Regions from separate parts of the Mus musculus genome. Here all the other regions are linked to region 1. The links are chromatin contacts, called in public promoter capture Hi-C maps. All regions are on one chromosome and are shown on one strand. The core of a region is the stretch at or near the end of the contact, and the rest is flanking DNA. Distances in the headings are between cores, read along the strand shown. Region 1 holds the start of Slc12a9 (solute carrier family 12 (potassium/chloride transporters), member 9). Region 2 holds the start of A430033K04Rik (RIKEN cDNA A430033K04 gene). Region 3 holds the start of Orai2 (ORAI calcium release-activated calcium modulator 2). Region 4 holds the start of Tmem120a (transmembrane protein 120A). Region 5 holds the start of Polr2j (polymerase (RNA) II (DNA directed) polypeptide J).

The links. Promoter capture Hi-C pulls out the DNA fragments that hold promoters and counts their contacts.
Region 2: a contact with region 1 is called in a promoter capture Hi-C map of pre-B cells, with 5 times the contacts expected there. The contact joins the promoter of A430033K04Rik here to the promoter of Slc12a9 in region 1. A contact is called at or near these places in 3 of 39 promoter capture datasets (hippocampal neurons, liver and pre-B cells) and 1 of 484 Hi-C or Micro-C datasets (B cells).
Region 3: a promoter capture Hi-C map of hippocampal neurons shows a contact between it and region 1, with 5 times the contacts expected there. The contact joins the promoter of Orai2 here to the promoter of Slc12a9 in region 1. A contact is called at or near these places in 2 of 39 promoter capture datasets (the 3T3-L1 cell line and hippocampal neurons) and 1 of 115 datasets of contacts at active chromatin or transcription factors (pancreatic cancer cells).
Region 4: a promoter capture Hi-C map of neutrophils shows a contact between it and region 1, with 4 times the contacts expected there. The contact joins the promoter of Tmem120a here to the promoter of Slc12a9 in region 1. A contact is called at or near these places in 1 of 39 promoter capture datasets (neutrophils) and 1 of 115 datasets of contacts at active chromatin or transcription factors (pancreatic cancer cells).
Region 5: a contact with region 1 is called in a promoter capture Hi-C map of liver, with 3 times the contacts expected there. The contact joins the promoter of Polr2j here to the promoter of Slc12a9 in region 1. A contact is called at or near these places in 2 of 39 promoter capture datasets (hippocampal neurons and liver) and 1 of 115 datasets of contacts at active chromatin or transcription factors (astrocytes).

The regions. Positions count from the first base shown.
Region 1 is chr5:137,332,274-137,334,973 of GRCm38.p6, reverse strand. It overlaps Slc12a9 (solute carrier family 12 (potassium/chloride transporters), member 9), which reads left to right and starts at 1,392. Exons shown (of 14, transcript NM_031406.3): 1 at 1,392-1,526; 2 at 2,296-2,518. The coding sequence starts at 2,338.
Region 2 is chr5:138,621,596-138,624,295 of GRCm38.p6, reverse strand. It overlaps A430033K04Rik (RIKEN cDNA A430033K04 gene), which reads right to left and starts at 1,437. Exons shown (of 4, transcript NM_183025.2): 1 at 1,308-1,437. The coding sequence starts at 1,346.
Region 3 is chr5:136,169,150-136,171,916 of GRCm38.p6, reverse strand. It overlaps Orai2 (ORAI calcium release-activated calcium modulator 2), which reads left to right and starts at 1,261. Exons shown (of 3, transcript NM_178751.3): 1 at 1,261-1,379.
Region 4 is chr5:135,742,658-135,745,445 of GRCm38.p6, reverse strand. Tmem120a (transmembrane protein 120A) reads left to right here and starts at 1,274. Exons shown (of 12, transcript NM_172541.2): 1 at 1,274-1,398. The coding sequence starts at 1,318.
Region 5 is chr5:136,115,371-136,118,070 of GRCm38.p6, reverse strand. Polr2j (polymerase (RNA) II (DNA directed) polypeptide J) reads right to left here and starts at 1,380. Exons shown (of 4, transcript NM_011293.2): 1 at 1,266-1,380. The coding sequence starts at 1,318.

The sequences.
Region 1 (2,700 bases), core at 143-2,642:
CACCTACATGGTGGTTGACAATCATCCGTACCTATACTCCCATGGGATCCAGCACCCCTTCTAACCTTTATGGCCACTAGGCACGCACGTGGTACACATACATACATGAGACAAAATACTCACATTTAAAAAAAAAATCTAAAGAAAAAAAGCTTCCCATCTTCAGTTCCCTAATCTAATACAACCACAGTAGTAGAACGTGCACTCACAGAATGGTTATGCATATTTAATACAATACCGTGTGAGGGGAAAAATGAATATGTATGTATTGGACTAAAGAGTCAATATGTTAAGGCTTCGTATGTACTATAGCATCACTTAGTGTGCTTGAGGCTCTGTGTTTAATCTCGGGGTGGGTGGGGGCAGTGCTCTTTTAGGAAAATAAATATTTGCATCAGGCTGTGCTGTTACTTATCTGTAATCCCAACACATGGGAGGTATAGGCAGGAGGATCAGAAACACGAAGTCTTCTTCAGCTATGTATTGAAATGGGGCTAGCCCGGTCTACATAAAGAGCGCCCCCACCCATGCCCCCTGCGAGTATACACGGTTAGTTCATCTCTCAACTGCTCTCCTTGAAGGGATGTCTTTTTTAAGTCCCGTTTTATAGATGAGGAAGCGTCGTTGGTAAGACCTGTAAGGGTTGAAGTTGGAGTTTTGGGGTCACAGATAAAGGATTTTTTTTTTCTTTTTTCGAGACAGGGTTTCTCTGTAGCCCTGGCTGTCCTGGAACGCACTCTGTAGACCAGGCTGGCCTTGAACTCAGAAATCCGCCTGCTTCTGCCTCCCAAGTGCTGGGATTAAAGGCATGCGCCACCACTGCCCAGCTCACAGTTACAGGATCTTAGGCACAAAAGCAAGCAGGGTTACCTGCTTATTTACCCGGACCTGAGTCGGGATGGAGGATCACGGCTCCCTCCCGTGGCCGAAGAGAAGAGCGCAGCCTGCGAGCTGAAACTGGACGAGGAGGGGGTCTCCTCTGAATGTGAAAGGGACCAGGCTGGAAGCCCGAGGCACTCTGGGTCTCCCGAGAAGCTGAAATAGTACGACTCCGGCAGGCGCCGACCGACGTCGCTCTCAGTTCCCAGGTGTGTACCTGAGTCAGGTGCCGCGGTTCCGCCCACTCCACTTTTCCGCAGTCGCCACGCGCCCCTTTCAGATATTCCTGGGGGCGTCCTGGAGCTCGGAGTGCAGTCAGACCCTCACCATGGGCATCTGCTAGCATCCTGGCAACGGGGGGCTCTGAGGATCGTGACCCACTACCTTGCAAAAGACACCCGAGACGCACGTGGAACGGTTTGGCTTGCAAGGCAGCGTACGAGAGTGTGGGCGGGGCTTGAGTGTAGACCACACCTTTGAGGCGGGGCTTGAATCGGGACCAATGGGACGCCTTGCTGGGGAGGGCAGGCTCCGGGCCTGACATCCCGGTAGCCCGCTTGCTTTTTCCGGCTCCCTCGCCCCCTCGGTTTATAGCGGAGCCCCACAGGCGCGCTGGGATCACACCGGAGCAGCTTCATTCCTAGGTGGTGAGTGAGCACCCTGCGGCACCCAGATGCAGGGTGCACTTGGCCGGCTGGAGCCAGATGCCTGTCCCCCCCGCCCCCCCCCAGGCATCCAGTTACTGAAGCAAGTGGACAAGAGCGGGTGGGTGGGGGAGGAGGACCCTGGGGATCCTGTGTGGCTGATGCTAGGCTGCCTGCATTTGTGTTTGGACAATTGATGGCTCTGTTTGGATTGATAGAGTTTGGAGGGCTCATTGTAGAGATTAGAAAAATCTGGTCAGGATTGAGATGGGTTGAGGGACAGGGGTGATACAAGGTGGAGCTTTGAGAGCTTTGAAAGTTTCTTATTGCCCATGTGTGAGGTGCTGTATTGAGGGTACTCGACAGGAGCAGCATAGGACTTGGGAGGAGGTGTTTACTGGTAATAGCTAACTTCCCTTTGAGGAGATCTTCTTCCCCTCTTGTTGCCAATTAAGGCGAGACCTATTTGACAAGGGGATCTGTGTCCCTTTCGCAGACTCACTGCTACCCCTAGTTTCAGAGGCACGGAGGATGACACGGTCCCTAAGAACTGAAAGGGACCCTGATTATTTAAACACCAGGGTCCGAGAGTGGGGAAGTTGCTGGGACAGTTTTGAGTTTCTGTGCCCTGTGTGTGTGTGTGTGTGTGTGTGTGTGTGTGTGTATCCTTTGCAACTCTCCTTTTGAGGAAACTGAGTGTTTAATTAGGGTTTTGTTTAGGGAGAGAGGGTCTGTGGTATTGCTATCCAGCCACTAAAACCTCTTTTTACAGGTCTCCTAGCCCTTTTGTGGCTTCCTCTGCTGGCGTTCAGCAATGGCCAGCGAGAGCTCCCCTCTTTTGGCCTACCGGCTTCTGGGGGAAGAGGGGGCTGCCTTCCCTCCCAATGGAGCTGGAGTATCTGGAGTGCCATCATCCCGCAAGCTCTCCACCTTCCTGGGTGTGGTGGTGCCCACGGTTCTGTCCATGTTTAGCATAGTCGTGTTTCTGAGGATTGGTGAGTAGAGGAGGGAATTATTGGGAAGGGGCTAAGGCTAGGGATGGACCCTAGTACATGTGGTCAGATGGAGGGTAAGGCCCCTTGAGGCCTTGTGTGTGGCTCTGCTGTGGGACTGTGCTGGCCAGTGGGATGGGGGGAAGGGGGAGAGGTATATAAGCATCCCTTGTGACCTGCTTTTC
Region 2 (2,700 bases), core at 188-2,687, 1.3 Mb before region 1:
GTACATGGATCAAAGGATGGTATTGTTAAGAGCAACACAGACATATCAGTATAACAGATAAAAATAGAATTACTAGTTAATTAGAAATTAATTACTATGTAGTAGAAAACACACACACACACAACGAGCAGCACTGGACCTCTTGGCAGCCTTATAGGGCCTTGGCACTTCCATCACACTCTTCCACAGTTCACCCCACATTTCAGGTCTACTCAGTATTGCTAAATACTCCAAGAGACCCGAGACGGGACGATTATAAGCATTTCGGTTCAGGCACTTCAGAAACCTACTACCTGGAAAAGACATGGAGGTGGGGATGAGGACATCTCACAGTTCCTATGGGGGAAGTAGACAAAGGTATTCTCATAAATTGTCCTAGCCTAGAGTGGGGGGGGGGGGGTAGGACAGAAGACACAGTCTTTTTAAAACAAGGACTCAGGGGTTTCTTCTCTACTTTACTCTCTTCACACACAAACATCCTCAGGACTAGAGAGACAGCTCAGCAGTTAAGAGCAATTGCTGCTCTTCCAGGGGACCCGGGGCTTGGTTCCCAGCATCCACATGGGGAAACTCACAGCCTGCTGTAACTTCACTTCAGGGGAATCAATCACACGCCATTTTCTGGCACTGCCCTCATTTGGTGCACTCAGACACACACAGACACACACAGACACACACAAACACACTTAAAAATCAATTTTTCTCGTACCTGGAGGAAAACAAAACTTTTTTTTTTTGAAAAAAATATTGGTTTGAGATTACCATAAGGAAAATATATCATTTGGAATAAATGGGAGGCTTTCAAAAGTGCAGCTGCTCTGCAGAGTACCTGTAGTAAGCCCAGGACCATACAAAATGGGTGAAAGGGGAAATTTTCGTGTTGGGAGTGTGGGCGAGGATGTGGAAGAACAGGTAGTAGACTGCAGTGGAGCTGGCTTAGGTTCTGGGTTTGCGACCCTGTTTCCCATTCATTTGTGAAGTTCGGGCTAGGTGGGCCACGGAGAGAACGAAGGGACTGGGGATTCTAGAAAACATAGTTCCTTTAGTGAATGACCGTCACATTCAGAGACTCTCCCCTGATGATCCACCAAGTCCTCGCCACGCATGATCCGGAGCAAACAGGCAGCCAGAGCAGAGCTGCTCAGAAAAGGCGCCAGAACCCTCAGGTAGAAGGACAGGACGCCCAGGCTCCAGCAACCCCGCAGCCCAGGGGATCCAGATCAGCTGCCCAGGAGGCCTCACCGCAGACCCTGCTCTGCCACAGCGCTTCCCGCACTGTCACCTCCGGGCGCCACACGTACACTCACCATGTCCACTTCTGGGAGCCGCTGGCGTCTTCTCACCATCGCCCAGCACTTACAGCGTCACCGCGCCACCGAAGCTGAGCAACAGCTTCCCTAGCAGCATACAGTGATTCCAATATGGAGGGTCCCAGACAAAGGCTGGTTGACAGCCAAAGCCCGCCCCTACCCTCCGTTTGTGTGTCTGATTGGGCACGTCTTGAGGCTAGGGCCTCTGATTGGACAGAGCTTCAGGTTCTCTGTCCTCTGAAAGACAGTAGTTGGCTCCAGCTCACAGCTGAAGGAGCTCAGGTTAACAGGTTCTTAGCTGCAGCTGTTGGGGACTCTGGCTCCTGTCACGTCTCCAAGTTTGGACTTCTATAGGAGGCCTGACCCTCGGTCTTCTCCAGCTATGGGGTAGCCACGAGTCCTGTCGCGTATATGCACAAAGACTTCAGCCTCTGTTAAAACCTTATGCCTTCAGGTCCATACGCGTTGCTTTTAGCCTGCTAAAGTCCTCTCTGGACCACAGCTCACATTTGCTTTTAATTCTATACATAAAGTCATATGTGATTATGAGTTAAGTATGTGTACATGTGTTTAGTCGAATAAACAAATGGGAAGATGTCCGTTTTCAAAATCATCTCAAAATTTCTGAAATCTGCTCTCATTAGCTTTGCCTTCAAAATGGAAAGAGACTTGTAAAAGTTTTCTTATATTCAGATTAAAAATTGCAGGCAAAGTCAACCTTGGTGGCGCGTGCCTGTATGTACTCCTTAGCACTTGAAAGACAGAGTCAGGGAAATCGCAATCTCAAGTTCAGCTTGGCTACAGGATGAGTTTTATGGCACCTTGGGACGCATATCTAAACCCTGACTTGAAATAAATGAATACACGTGATGTTGATTGCAATGACCCATTGCACCTAAAATATCTTTATAATCTGACCAGTGAAAACTTGATGACTTTTATGTGCTATTGGGACAAGATCTTCAAACGTATTTAGATTCTAGCTTGCCTCCACTCAGAACAGCTACAAAATCCTTTTGAGAGCTATGACTTTCCTGGTCTCAGGAAGTAGAAGGGACTGCTCTATACATATTTTTGTAAGCTCAGCAACATCTAATAAGAGGAGATGGAGATCAGTGTCTATTCGGCACCTTTTGTTAGTCAAGTGACTTGTAAGCAGTATCAAGTCCTCGTAACCTGCTTTTCTCTGTAGTCCAGGGAATGATCTGGGGTTTTGAATAAATGTGTTTACTGAGTATATAGCAAGGAAAAAAAGTAAAAGGATAAATTGCATGTCGTTGATTGACAGAACCAGCAGAGTTTACAATACTCAGTAAGGACAGCTGGAGGAACCTGACTAAGAGAGCTAACAGGCTGGAGAAATGGCTTAAGAACGTTTAAAGTTCTGTCC
Region 3 (2,767 bases), core at 12-2,511, 1.2 Mb after region 1:
TCCCTTCTAAGGAGGAAGTGAGTCAAACAACAGTAAGGGCTGTTGCCTGTGTTTGGTTAGCAAAGCGGCTCCTAGGCAGACTGGTAATTACAGTTGGCATTTCATTTTTGCCCAGGCATGCCAGATAATTGTGCTGGCGGTGGAGGAACCTCAGTGCCTGGCGCTGGAAAGTCCTACTCCAAAGCTAAGCTTCCTAATAACCGCAAGAAGCAAAAACCCCTTGTTGAAAGAGTGTCATCCATGATGCAATGGCTGGAGTTTACCAAGTGTCTCCTTCCTGTTTTCGTTTACTCAAACTTCAGCTCTGCAGGCGCCAGGCAGTTGCCTTGAGAGTGCGTGGCTCCCGCAGGTTCAGACCCTCTTATGTAGGCACACGTGGAGCCTTATGATGGCCCACGCTGTCAGGAGGGGTCAGCGCCAGGAGGGAGGAGTTGCTTTCACCTATCCTAAGTGAATTGACTTGGCAACCCAAGCGGAAACTGCTAACAGTCACATCTATACACTCCCAGTTGTCAGGAAATTTGGATACGAGTGGAATTTTTCCTTCCTTTGGGTTAATGTGTCACAGTCTGATGCTTTTGCGACAGATGGAAAAATCCTATATAGAGCGTGCAAGCAGAAGCGTACCGGGCAAATAGGGAGCACTCTGAGGGGCCACGAGGCACCCACTGGGGCGCTGAGCGTATACTTAGTGTATACTTCCTGCAGAGCCGTTCCTGTTTGAGTTTCTCAGTTGTAAAACCTCAGTGTTCGCCAGGGCATGCCTCGCCGCAGCGTCCAAACGACCCTTCTCTGCCATCCATGAGGTGCCCAGAGCTCAGCAATGAGAACATGTCCCTTGCATTGTTTGGTTCTCACAGCCTTGCTGGAACCAAGAGCCACCTACCTGCGTGACCACAGTAGAATGGTGTCACTGCACAAGCTGAGAAAACCAGGATATAGCCAGGCTGAGCCTTTCTTGCACGCCTCTACCCACTCTGCAACACTCACACCCTGTCCCCACCTCTCTATGCTGCCCACGACAGATGCTGGGTATCCCCTAGTGTCACTCGCTAGGAGCAGCGCTCTCCCACGCCTGGACCCACCCACCTGGGTCCCACGAGGATGATAGCACTTTGTGAAGTGAAGACCCCTAGATCTTGTAGGAGGGGTCGGTCCCCAACCAGCTATTCAGGTCACGTGGTCCGCGGCAGGGCCCCACGGATGGGTCACGTGACGGCGGCGCAGTGTTGCCTAGGCAGCGGCTGCGGGCGGAAAGAGGGAGGGGGCCGGTCCTCCGCCCTGGCCCGGCCGCCGGGCCACCCGGCCGCGACACAGACGCTAGCCACGAGCCGGAGCCGTGAGCTGGAGCCAAGCGCGCTGAGGGCTGGACAGTCAGGGTGAGTGCTCGGCCGCGGGTGGGCCCGTCCATCCTTGTCTGGGGGGGGGGGGTGTCTGAAGGGGAACAGGAGAGGGTCCCCTCCTAGCTAAGGGGCGCGGGGAAATTGGATCAGGGACACTGGACAGGAGGAGATGGAGCTTCTCCCTGGGCAGGCATGGCGTGGAGAGGAAGGGACAGGCTGATGAGAGGCAGAGGGATGGCCTGGTGACCCCAATCCCTTGACTTCCTTGGTAGAGTGCAGTGTCAGAAGACTTGGATCGCGCGGGGCTGCCAGCTGATTCTCGGGTCCTGCAGTCGCAGGGACTTCCCTAGAGTATAGGACAGGGATGCAGGTGGCTGCTTTTGGCAGGCCACTGCCACCTCTCAGGCGCGTGGGTGACAAGACACAGTTCCCGTGCCCCAGATGTTTAGAGGAAGTTAAAACAGGCAGACTCCATAACCTGCTGCCTGAGACAGTTTCAAACAAACCTGGCAAGAGAAATGCTCGTCTAACAGCCTTGCCGTGGGTTGGCTTTTTTTTTTTTTTTTTAATTTTTTTTGTCAGACCTAATCTTTCTGCTGCTCCTCATTTTAATAATAATAATAATTTTTTTTTTAAAAAAAAGGTTCAGTCTGCCTAGCAATCTTAGAGTTGGTGGGTGCTATCTGACAGACTTATGGGCTCCATCTTGTCTCACCGCCCCCTCTGGCCTGAGCTTGGAATTTGTAGGCCAGACTCTGCTTCTCCCCATGGGGCAAGGGTTGGACCAAGATAGGCCCTCTGAGTATAAGGAATGGACTTGTGACAGAAGCTGGTGATGCCTGCCATCCTGGCACGCAGGAGATTAGGTGAGACAGTCCCAAGTTCCAAGCCACCCTGGGCTACACAGCAAGACCCTGTCTCAAAACAAACCCAAAAATAGAAAGGGGATCAGCGGGAGCTGTGGATGGAACCCCTAGAAAATCTGCCTAGCGTGCAGGAACCCTGGGTTCTAACCCCAGCACCATGCAAAGCAGGTGTGTGATCTCAGCCCTTGCAGCATCCAGAGTTCAAAGCTATGCTTGGTTATATTTTTGGTTGGAGGCTGACCTGGCCTACATAAGGCCCTATCTAAAATAGAAGGAAGGGCCGGGCGTGGTGGCGCACACCTTTAATCCCAGCACTTGGGAGGCAGAGGCAGGCAGATTTCTGAGTTCGAGGCCAGCCTGGTCTACAAAGTGAGTTCCAGAACAGCCAGGGCTACACAGAGAAACCCTGTCTCAAAAAAACAAAACCAAACAACTAAAATAGAAGGAAGGAAGGAAGGAAGGAAGGAAGGAAGGAAGGAAGGAGCTGGGTGGTAATGACAACTTGTAGGTAGTGTGGATGGATGGATGGATCTCTGAGTTTGGGATCACTCTGGTCAC
Region 4 (2,788 bases), core at 25-2,524, 1.6 Mb after region 1:
AGGCATTGAAGCCAGGTCCTCTGTAAGAGCAGCCAGTGCTCGTAAGCCGAGCTTCTCTCCAGCTTTATTCTAGATGTCTAGGCGTGCCATGGTACCTGTGTGGACGTCAGAGAACACGTTGCTGAAACCGATTCTCTATTTTCACAACGTGGGTCCTGGGATCAAACTGAAGTCACCAGACTTGGCCACAGGCACTCTTACCTGCTGCGCCCCCTCATGGGCCACAAGTCCCAAAAGCTCTTCCTCAGACTCAGAACAAGTCCGGGTGGAGGCGCTTACAAGGGGACTGATGAAGAATGTAGGGTGTGATGTGGGTGGTAGGTAGAGTGAGTGCGTGTCCTTGGCGAGGGTGACCAGGAACTTCTGATTCTTCCGTCTGCACCTTCCAAATGTTTGCATCACTGGCATGCGCCTCTGCATCTGATCCCCCCCGGCCCACCCCCCACCCCACCCCCATCCCCCCGCCAGGGTTTCTATGTGTAGCCTTGGCTGTCCTGGAACTCACTCTGTAGACCAGGCTGGCCTCGAACTCAGAGATCCACCTGCCTATGCCTTCCAAGTACTGGGATTAAAGGCGTGCGCTGCCTTTAACTACTGCCCCGCACTGCATCTGATGTTTTGTGTGGTGCTTGGGTGAATTGCCCTCTGAGCTTCCAGCATGCTGGGCAAGTTCTGTACCGAGTCTGTAACTTGAACCGCACTGGTAAGGCTTCGGAAGTGACACGGTAGGAAGTTTAGGAGAGGCAGCCTAAAAGTTAAGGACGGAGGAGAGCTTGGAGGACTCAGGGCCAGGAAAGGAGTATCTGTAAAAGCTGAGAGACGAAGGCTGTCCCTAGAGAGGCGCAGCTTCTCAAGGACAAAAGTGTATGAAGAGTATGAGGTGGCTCACGCTTCTAATCTCTGCACGCGGCGAGTCAGAGGCAGGGGTATTTCTTGGTTCCAGACCAGGCTGAGCTACATAGTGAGACACTATCTAAAAATTTCAAAGTGTTAGAAGCACGTGTCTCCTTGGTTTGTGAGTGGTCCGAGGAAGCAGACTTCTCGGGTAAAAATGCTGGCCGCCCAGCTCTGGTCTCAATTCGAGGAGACGCCCTGCGGGCCCATGTCCCCGCCCAGCTCTCGTCCCTGGCTCTGATTGGCTGCTCCTAGGGGCGGGGCTCACGCGCAGATTACGCCGGGCCTTTTCCCGTTGGCAGTCACGGCGGCGCGAGCCCGGAAGCGGACGGGGGCGGTGGCGGAGGCTTCTCCGGCCGGCCGGGGTTGCAGCTCCGTCCTCCCCACTCGCGGCTCTCCGCGGCCAGTGGCGTGGACAAAGACATGCAGTCCCCGCCCCCGGACCCGCTGGGCGACTGCCTGCGCAACTGGGAGGATCTGCAGCAGGACTTCCAAGGTATCCAGGTGAGCGTCCCTGCGGCCATCCAAGCCCCGAGCCACGTCTCTGTCTCGGGGACAAGGGTCAGGCAGTACTAGGTCACACATAAGGCAGCTCGGAGGGGTCAGGGGTCGAGACTCTCCCCTACTTTTCTTCTTAAATGTCTGATGGGAGCCCGGATTGCCCGCGCGTCCCCGGCGTGCCTGGGCGGGATCCCTCTGTGCCGGGATATCTCGACTTTGTGCAAAGGCCTTGAAAACTGATCAGGACTCTTCTGTTGCCCCTCCCCCTGCACTGCTACCCGATCTGGGACCCAGTCCCCTTCCTAAAGAGCAGTCACCCGAGGCAGAACCCAACGGGGCCCAGCCTTTTGGGTCAATTACCCTGCAAACTTGCAGCCGGACAACGCCTTCCCCGCCCTTGGCTAACTCTGCTGAACGCCGCAGGGAAGCAAGTTTAGGTAAAATTCGGGCCTGGTTGGGGAAATCTCAGCCATCTGAGACGGAGGGACAGCGCCCACCTAGGGACAAGAAGAGGCCCAGTACATGTGGCTCTTTCTTGTAGGGAGAGGTGGGCGGGGCAGACTGTACCAGGACCTCCTGGATTGGTAGAGCGACCACTGGAAAACCTCCCATCCCAGGATGGTGTTGTTTGTGGCCACTCTGTCTCCATACCAGAGAGAAGGAAACCAATGCTTCCTGGAAGGCTGTCACTGGGCAGAGGTGGCACATGCTAGAGTTTGAGGAGGATGCGGCAGCTTATTTTGGCATGAGAAACAGACCTAAATAGTGGAGCCTGGCCAATAGGAGACTAGGTTAGACCTTTGCCTCTATTGGACTGTTGCCTAGCCTCATGTGTCCAGGTTTCCCCAGAACGCTGGCACTAGAACTCTCCCTAGAGACCTACACAGCTCCATGTCTCCCAGTTTTGCCATCACCACGATGACCTCAGCCCCTGCCTTGATTTCCCCACACTGCCCCTTGCCCTTCGTTTAGGCTGCAACTTGCAAGGCTCACCCACCAGGGCAAAGTACTTGGGGAAGCTTTGGACCAAAGGTGCTTGCAGGAGGGGAGTGGATGGGAGGGACTGGCCTTAGGGCGGGAAGCCTGACGACCTTTAACCTGAGATGAAACGTCAGGAATGCCAGGGTAGAAGGCAGCATGGCTATCCCTGATTTCCATTCTTTCAGGCTGGGTAGGTAGGAGGATCTGAGAAAGGAAGGGGTGAGTTTAGGCAGCCCCTTTGAGAGCAGCAGTTCTCAGCCTGTGGGTCACCACCCCTTCAGGGAGATTGGATTACCTTTTCACAGGGATCACCTAAATAGCAGAATTACAGATAGGAAATAGCAATGAAAACAATTTTGTGGTTGGGTGGGTCAGCACAGCATGAGGACTGTATTAAAGGGTTGCAGTGTTA
Region 5 (2,700 bases), core at 131-2,630, 1.2 Mb after region 1:
AACCCAAGATGCAACCAAGTACCAGGAAGGACCTCACGGCTTGTCCCTTGGCCCATACCCCAGAGTTACTCCCTAGCAACAGTTAATCAAAGATTAGTCTGGTTGCTTCAGATCTACTTTCAGATAGTTTGTGATTGTTCATCTCCCTTCACAGCACCACCTGTCAGCTTACAACAGACATTCAGTTAGATACCTGCCAAGCTCCATACCCCGTCACTCCCACTCCCTAGAAAACCTTGTCCTGGGTTCAAGGCTGCTCTGCCTTCTCTTCCTGTCCTGTTGTGTCAGGGTTGGGTTGGAGGAGAGCCCAAGCCCGAGCTTGTGATAAAGAGACCCTAATGGAAACGGCTCCTTAATGATCTTTTGGGGTTCACAAACGATTCCTAGCACACCTCCATACCTTTTTCCCACTGAGATAGAGACTAAGCTGACTTCCAAGAAGGGGCACACACACGAGAGAAGGGTTACACAAGAGAGAAGGGTTCGTAGCAAACTTTGAGTCATCAAAAGAGTGTATTTGGCTACCATTAAGACAATTACATAAAGCCAGAGCCGGTGGCTCAGGCCGTTAATCCCAGGTAGAAGCAGGTGGATCGCTGAGTTTGAGGCTAGTCTGGTCTGCAAAGCTCGTTCCAAGACAGTCAAGGAGGATACACAGAGAAACCCTACCTCCAAAAGACAATTAGATGCTTAATCTCTAAACCTGTAGCCACTCGAGTGCAAAGTACTTCCCCCTGCTCTCTGAATGCACACAGACCCAACTTGCGTCTGTCTTACTTTCTTAGCGCTCTCTTCCTCTGAACCCTCCTGCTTAAGCCCATATTAAAGTATCTTTAATTAAAAACCCACCAATCCTGCTTCACTAAACCGAAGAGTCCTGAAATTCTTTTTAGCGTGGAGCCACGAACCCGGGTTTGGCCTAAGTCGGGATCCCTGAAAATCTAGGAGAAACCCTCAGGTTGCTGAGGAGTGTAAGAGAGCTGTGTCTCTGTCCCTTCACAGCTGTCATCATGAACCAAGTGTCTGGAGCAAGACACTCCATGTCCCAGAGCCTCCGATTTCCCACTGCAAAATGCATGCACGCGCCAGTGCTTCGCGCCGCTGCCTGAAGCTGGGCAGACTCGCATTGAGCAGCACGGAAGACTCAAAGCAAAGCCCGCCTCCCGCCTCGGTTTCCCCAGACAGGAGCAGTGCGGCGCTCCAGCGGAGCTGACGGCCGGCAGGCTCCTATGCAACCGTCCCCGCCTCCGCCGGCCTCCACTTACTTCTTCTCGCCCTCGAAGAGCAAGAACGACTCGAAGGCCGGAGGAGCGTTCATCCTAGCGCCGCGCTCTCGCTCCCCGACACCAACCCACAGTCTCCTTCCGCCAACAGAGCCCCGAAGCGCGACCACTTCCGGATTTCTCAGCCGCAGCCAATCAGTGTAAGCACCTGGCCCCCGCCCCCTAGCGGCTCGGATGACCTAATGCAGGCGCAGGCAAGGCTGAGGGCGAGCCGTGCGCATGCGTCAGTTTAGAACCCTTGTTCGAGGCGTCCATGCTGAGTGTTTTGGCGCGTGCTCCCGCGCCCGGAGTTGAGCCACCTGTAGCTGGCTCCCCGGTACCGACTGAATGGGACTAAGAGTCTAAGTGGGCTGCTGCTGCAGGACCCCCGGGTGGGCCGACACTGGCGGACTTATGAGGCCTTCTAGATGAGGACCAGTGGAGCAAGAAGGGATGTAAAGGTTGGGGAGGAGCTTGGGGTACCAGCGCATCTTCTCTTGAGCACACAGGTAACTAAAAACACGATGAAAGCTTTGCACCTCGCCATTTTTCAGCGGTCTCTGTAGCAATCTTTTATTTTTCCTATTTTTAAAGATTTTTATTTGCATATCTTGTATGGGCACGTATATGCAGGTGCCTTTGGAGACCAGAAGAGGGTTGGGTCACCTGGAGCTGGAGTTACAGGTGGTTGTGAGCCCCCCCTGCCCCAGTGGGTGCTGGGAACCGAACTCCAGTCCCCTGCAGGAGCAGTAAGACCCTTAACTGCTGAGCCATTTCTCCAGCCTCCCTGATGGCTCATCTTGTCAACCGGATGAAATTTAGAATCATCCTAGAAACAAACCCCTAGGAGGGGCCAGCAAGACAGCCCAGTGGGCAAGGGGGAGTGTGACCAAATCTGATTACCTAAATTCAGTCCCCAGAACCCACGTGGTGGTAGAGAACAGACTTCTCCGACCTCCCTTCACGGTATGCATTTACACATGTGTGCACTCACAATAGAGAATAATAATCATAACCATAATAAAGAACGTTTGGTTGTCTTTGGGATTCTAGACAGATTTGACTGAGGAAGACAGACGTGTATGGCATCATCCTAGAGGCTCAGGAGTCAGACTACAGCTTCCTGGCGCAGATGCAGTGTGCTTGGCTGCCTGGGAATCCTGTTGCTATGACATCTGCATTGTATACCCTTCCTTAAGATGCTTCTGGTTGGTTGTTTTTTTGTTTTTTTTTTTTGGGGGGGGGGTTCGAGACAGGGTTTCTCTGTGTAGCCCTGGCTGTCCTGGAGCTCACTTTGTAGACCAGGCTGGCCTCAAACTCAGAAATCCGACTGCCTCTGCCTCCCGAGTGCTGGGATTAAAGGCATGGACCACCACGCCTGGCTGCTTCTGGTTGTTGTTGTCTTGGTTTTGTTTGTTTTTCAAGACAAGTGTTTCTC